Regions from separate parts of the Sus scrofa genome. Here region 2 is linked to region 1. A link is a contact called in public Hi-C data. All regions are on one chromosome and are shown on one strand. Each heading gives the region's core, a stretch centred on a gene start, on an enhancer-like site or on the middle of the called end of the contact. The rest is flanking DNA. Distances are from core to core; before and after follow the strand shown. Region 1 has its middle 31 kb from the start of CRTAC1. Region 2 has its middle 46 kb from the start of LOXL4.

Region 1 (2,922 bases), core at 222-2,721:
GCTCGCTTGCCATTCCCAGAGCAATTCCAAACCAGCCTGTGAGCTCATTTAGAAATATGACCCCCAGATTGTTGATGGTGAGAAAGGCTCAGAGATGCTCGGAACAGTGGCCAGCAGAGTTGATGTGCAGAGTGAGATTAGCTCTGTGGGCAGTCAGGACAAGAGTCAGAGGATCTGGGTTATACTCCAGGTTCTGCATCCATGTGTTGGATGGAACAGGCTAATTCAAAGGCTCTGTTCAGCCACTACAGAGGCTTGGTGAAGAGACAGAGGATGGTGGCAGTTAAGCCCCTTGTCAGATTATGTAGCAGGTCCTGGCCACCTCACTTTCTGGCTCACCCCTGAGGATGCTGCAGTTGGGTTATGGTCCAATGTCAACAACCCTTGTGAGAAGATGCTGTCATCTCATCCCCTTTTCATGTCTCCTGGAGGCCGTCACACTTGGGGTGACCCCTAGACCTAAGGAGCCTTGGGGAGGATGGTTAGGCCAGCTTCATGCTAGGCATTAGGACAAGTCCCCTCCCTTGCTGCTCTCTCACCCATCCTTTGACTTGATATGACCTTGGATCCATCCCACAGAGGCATCATGTTCCCAGTTTTGAGTTTGAATATTGAAGGGTCTAAATGGACTCCTTTGGTACCAGGAAAGAGTGTCCTTGTACAGTTCAGCCTACTGGGATAGGAGTTCCAACCCAACATAATCATGGCAATAATCGCTAACACTTAAGCAGTGTGGTGCGACTATGAAATGCATTTAATTCTCCCGACAACCTAGCACATAATTCCGATTTTACTCCCTTTCTGAGACTGCAGGAACCCGAGGCATGAGGAGGGGAAGCAAATAACCTGCCTGAGGTCACACAGCTAGTACATGGTGCTGCCAGGATTCAGATCTGGCAAGTCTGACTCCATCATCCAGGCACTTAACCACTGCACGGTTAATATTGCCGCTCTAAGAGGCGAGCACCGTTCCCCTGGGCTCCCTCCTTTATAACCTATATCCATGTCAGGATCCTTGCTGGGAGGAAAGGTGCCTGGGCCAGGGCAGAATTCATGAGTTCCTTGCTCCATTACAGAATTACGGCATGGATGTGAAGGCTTTGTAAACACTGAGCATTGCCCAATAAAAGGTGTCACCGTTAGTGTTATTGGTTGAGTGGCAAGGGTCCCAGCTGCCTGGGGTGTCCTGTAGCCTAGGATTCTGCTGGAGCTGGTGACCAGCGACTCCTCCCCCTGCTCCCCAAAGGCCCAGCCTCCCCACCTTTTTCCCTCAGAGGCCTTCAGAGGAGGCATTTTGTCCTCCAGCTTAGAGCTTGACCCAAATCCCAAGAGGAGGAGATGTGCCAAGACATTGACCTGTTTTGCCAATGCTTTCGCCCAGGTGCCCTGGCTGGCTCCCAGCCCTGGCAGTGTGTCATCACCAACCTCTACAGCTACTTGCTGCAGCTTTCCCCTCTCTGTTCTCCTTTGCCCTCTACCCCCTCCTGCCACATAGCACCTGTGTCTGACATAAATAGGGGTTGCCTTCCACTGGGTCCCCATGGATTGTGGGGAAAAGGAGCGAAGAAGAAAGAAAAAGGGTCATCTCTATGCTATGTCACGTTTCTATGGTCCTTTGCCCATTTCCCACTACTTGCAGCATCAAATTCGATTGAGCATCTGCCTGTTTGGCCAACACCCCTAATGGCAACAGGAGGGAAGAAGCCCGCCCTACCCCCAGGCAGTTCGCTCACTCTGAGCCGGGAGAGGGAGAAGCGGTTCCTGGTTGGTCGAGGCTTAGCAGATGGAGAGAAGGAGTAGTTTCAGTGAAGAAGAAGCAGAGGTGGGCGAGCGAGGAAGCTGATGATGGGGCAGCTGCAGGGGTCGGGCTGGCTCAGGTGGGGGAAGGTGAGGCGTGGGATTGTCAGCTCACTGTTTGCCAGATGGGGTCCAAGCTGCAGGGAGATAGGAAGTATCCTGCTGGCACAATGCAGGACCCAAGCGGGTGAGGGGCTGCCTTGGTGCAAAGGCATATCTGGAAGTGGGACGGTCCTGGGGGCGGGGGTGTCCCAAGAGCCCCTTGTTTTACAACTGGGGAAACTGAGGCCCGAATAGGTGAGATGGCTTGACCAGGGTCCCATGGGTCATGGCAGAGCCAAAGCTACAACTGGGTTTCAAGTGAGACCTGGAAGTAACTCCCTGTTGTAAAGCTTATTAATTTTATGGCCTTGGATACTTTACCCTCTGAGCCTCAACCTCCCCCATCCGTAAAGTGGGGATGGGAGTGTTGACCTCGTGGGGCTGGTTTGAGGCTTAAAAGAGATAATCCAGCGGGCGTGTCATCCTTGTTCTCTCCACCGCACACACTGCTCTTCCGGGTGGGGCGACCCTGGCATGAAGGGATCCGGAGACTTGGGATATGAATCACCTGGGTCATCTTGAGGGTGGAATTTGGTGCGTATTTGGGGAGCAGATGCAGTGAGCGAGGGATGTAGAGGGTCAGAGGTAACAGGGAGATGCTTCCCGTTCACTGGTTGCCCTTTGCTGCTCCCCTTCCCCTGCTTCTCTGTCTGCCCACCGTCTGGATGCCGTTCCCTCCTGTGTCTCCTCCGATGCCCGCTCTTCCTTAGCCATCGAAAGAAGTACACTTGCTGTTATTTTGTCTGGTTTGGTTTTTCATTTTCAAAAATCGTATTGAAATAGAGTTGATTTACAATGTTGTATTCATTTCTCCTGTACAATCAAGTGATTCCGTTATACATATACATATATCCCTTCTTTTTCAGACTCTTTTAATTATTTTGCTTTTAATGAATAACACATTACTCTTTTTTTTTTCTTTCTCTTTTTTGCCGTACCTGAGGAATGTGGAAGTTCCCGGGCCAGGGATTGAATCCAAGCCACAGCTTCGGCCACACCAGATCCTTAACCCACAGCACTGGG
Region 2 (2,932 bases), core at 39-2,538, 220 kb after region 1:
TTCAAATCTGTTTCAGGAATTCCAAGGACAGCGTCCTTGGAAAGCTGCTGACAAACAGCTTTAGAATTAAAGGGCTTTAGGAGTCAATTCAATTCAACAAACTTTTATTACAGCTACTGTGGGCCCGCTGCTGTGCCAGGCGCTTTGAGGAAGCAAAGATGAATACGGCAGGTCTCGGGAGGGGGACAGAGGGAGCAGAGTCCTCGGGTGAGGGTCTTCAAAGGTGTTTGGGGAGCATGGCGTTCTGGATCTTTCTCTTGCAGCTCATCCCCATCAGCATTTTCAAAGGCTTGAGAAGGAAGGACATGGATTTAACTTTCTTTAGTCCAGAATTTCCCAAACCTGTTTGGCAACGGAGCCCCCCGCTCCGATGCCTCTGGTGAATTATTTATTAACGTCCTCAGAATATTCCATGGAACACATCGCGGGACACCTGCGGCAGCTTCAAGGTGGGGCTGAGAGGAGAATGAATGTGTTCTCTTCTTTTAAAATAAACCAGAAGTTTCCATCTTTGGGGGCTATCAGTCTTTTCTCTTTGCAGCATATGTGTCTGCTGAGGCTTGGGTGCAGCCTTGGCTGCCTTCTTAAAAGGATGTCTTTTGAAATTGAGGGATTACTCAGGGCTTTGAGGCTTTTAGCTAAAGGGATCTCTTGGGTCAGCAAACAAGTGTTTGGGGAACACAGTTCGGCCACAGCTTTCATAACGTATCCCCACAGGGGACTGACGCAGCCTGCATTTGAATCAGGAGAACATGTTGCAAAACAACTAAGGAGGAGCCATCTGCCTCCAGCTGCGGGGGAGGGGGGGGTTCGTCCACAGGGCTCCACTCTCATCTATATTGAGGTCACTCTGCCTCTGGCCAGAATCCAAGCATTTATTTGCAGGATAAAAATAGGCGGGCAACTGTTTCCAGCAGGTCAACACCCTTGGCCTTGTAACAGTGGCCTCTTCTCGGGGATGACACGTAGCAGAGCTGTTTACTCAGCAGAGCCCAGGCAAAGACGTGACGTAGCTGCCTAGGGATGTACCAGAATTAAGTGCCTTCATGGGTGTGGTGCCATGTTTCCCCGGGTGGGGACCTAGCCTGGCACTGGGGAAAGGGGCTGTCCTCCGGGGGTCCTGCAGGCTTGGCCCTGCCTTGGGCCTGTCGTGTGATCTTCCTGAGCCTGGGGTTCTTCTGTCCAACCGGGATTATCCCTACCCTGGCATGGGTAGCCTTGAAGGGCCCCCACCCCAGGTGTCTGTCATTATGCCTGGATTGCCAAGAAGAGAGAATGTATGTGGAAATGTTTTACAAACTGTAAAGTGCTGAACCGTAGAAAATAAAAGCTAAGCTTGACTGAGTGCTCACTATTTGCCAGGGTCTGTTCTAAATGAGTTACGTGCGTGATCTCATTTAAGCCTCACAAGAGCCCTAAGAGATATTCCCATTTTACAGGTGAGGAAACTGAGACTCAGAGAGGTTACGTCACTAGCTTAAGATTTCGTTTCATGAAGCTGGGGTTCTCATCCAGGGGTGTCTGTGCAGAGCCCCAGACTTCAGTTCCTGAATCTTTGCCGGGGCCTCTCTTTGGGTGTGGGGGGCAGGGATCTGAGGGTTAAGGGCTATCATACTTGTTTCTCATTTTTTTGGATCGGGCACCCCAGAGTGAGGAGCAGGGAGGGGGGGGCCTTTTCACTCGGGCCCTGCAGGTGACAGTACTTCCCTACTTCCTGCTGACGAGGTGGGGGGCACTGCCTCTTACGCTGCTGGGCGGTAACTGGTTATAGGAACGTCGAGCAAGCCCTTTGTCTTGTTGAATCCTCACAACAGCTGCGAAAAGGAGCACGGAACTCCCGGTTTGCAGCTGGGAAGACGGAGGCGCAGAGGAAACCTATGCAGTCACGTGGATGGAGCGCTTTAGCTCTTGAGCCCAAACCAGGATGCCGGCTCCAGGGCCTGTGCGTCTAACCACCACTCTGTATAAAGCTGCTGTTTCAGACCCACTGACGGACCCAAGGGGAAAGCCCAGCCTGTTGCTAACCCGACCTGGAGAGAACCAGGTGGGGCCCTTCACGTATTGATACTTCATTAATCTGCACAATTAAGGTAGGTCTTACTGTCCTGCATTGACCGATGAGGGAATTTAGAGACTTGTCCAAGGCCACCAGCTAGGAGGAAGCAGCAGGCCTGCCTGGCTCCAGAGCCCACCCTGTCTGTCTCTCTACATCTTGGTCACCCTTAGAAGCCCTCTGCTCTCTGAGGCTCTGAGTCCTTGAAGATCCAGGCAAGATGTGTCCTTCTCTATGGGACATTCAGGAGACCTGGCCTCTGCTCACCCTGACTTTATGCCTCTTTGCTTGGCAGCCCAGACCCGGGGGGGGGGAGGGGATAGGGGATGGGGGGAGAGGGAGGGGGAGGGGCAAGGAGGAGAAGGAAGAGGAAGAGGGGGGTGAACCAAATCACTTGCCTTCCACCTGTGAAGCCACACCCACAAGAGTGGCAGCAGAAAATTGAAGTTTCTTTTTCCTGCATCCTCTGGACATTTCACTGTGGAGAGCCCTGACCGGCTCTTGTCCCCGACAGTCACACACTCTCGCTGGTGCCTCATGGCACGACAGAAGGCCCAGGCCCAGGGTTTTGCTGCAGAGATCAGGGCGCCCAGATCCGAGACATGGTTGGAAGCCTGGGCTGCAGAGTCACCCACCATGCAGAGCTGATGGAGCTGGGGACGGGTGCTCGCGGAGGCTGTGCCTGAGCAAAAAGCAGGGGAGGCCAGAAGCCAGTGTTCACTCATTTCCCCACTAGCTCCTTTGACCACATTGTATGAAACGCCTGCTGTGTGGCAGGCCCTGTGGTCAGAGCTGGGGTTAAGTAACAGAGGCTCTGGAGCATGCTGGACTGAATGCAAATTCCAGCTCCATCCCTGGGCCCATCCTTTAACCTCTCTG

Evidence for each region. A called contact is a pair of places that touch in the nucleus more often than the background predicts.
Region 2: a contact with region 1 is called in a Hi-C map of liver, with 1.7 times the contacts expected there. The contact joins two enhancer-like sites. A contact is called at or near these places in 3 of 47 Hi-C or Micro-C datasets (embryonic fibroblasts, liver and skeletal muscle).

The regions. Positions count from the first base shown.
Region 1 is chr14:109,420,355-109,423,276 of Sscrofa11.1, forward strand. No RefSeq gene overlaps it. Among named protein-coding and RNA genes, the nearest start is that of CRTAC1, 31 kb to the left of the region's middle. Within about 2 kb of position 1,472, at least 2 of the 83 cell types and tissues checked have an H3K27ac peak or open chromatin away from gene starts, as enhancers often do. A contact at or near this core is called in liver, where this site is marked.
Region 2 is chr14:109,637,708-109,640,639 of Sscrofa11.1, forward strand. No RefSeq gene overlaps it. Among named protein-coding and RNA genes, the nearest start is that of LOXL4, 46 kb to the left of the region's middle. Within about 2 kb of position 1,289, at least 43 of the 83 cell types and tissues checked have an H3K27ac peak or open chromatin away from gene starts, as enhancers often do. A contact at or near this core is called in liver, where this site is marked.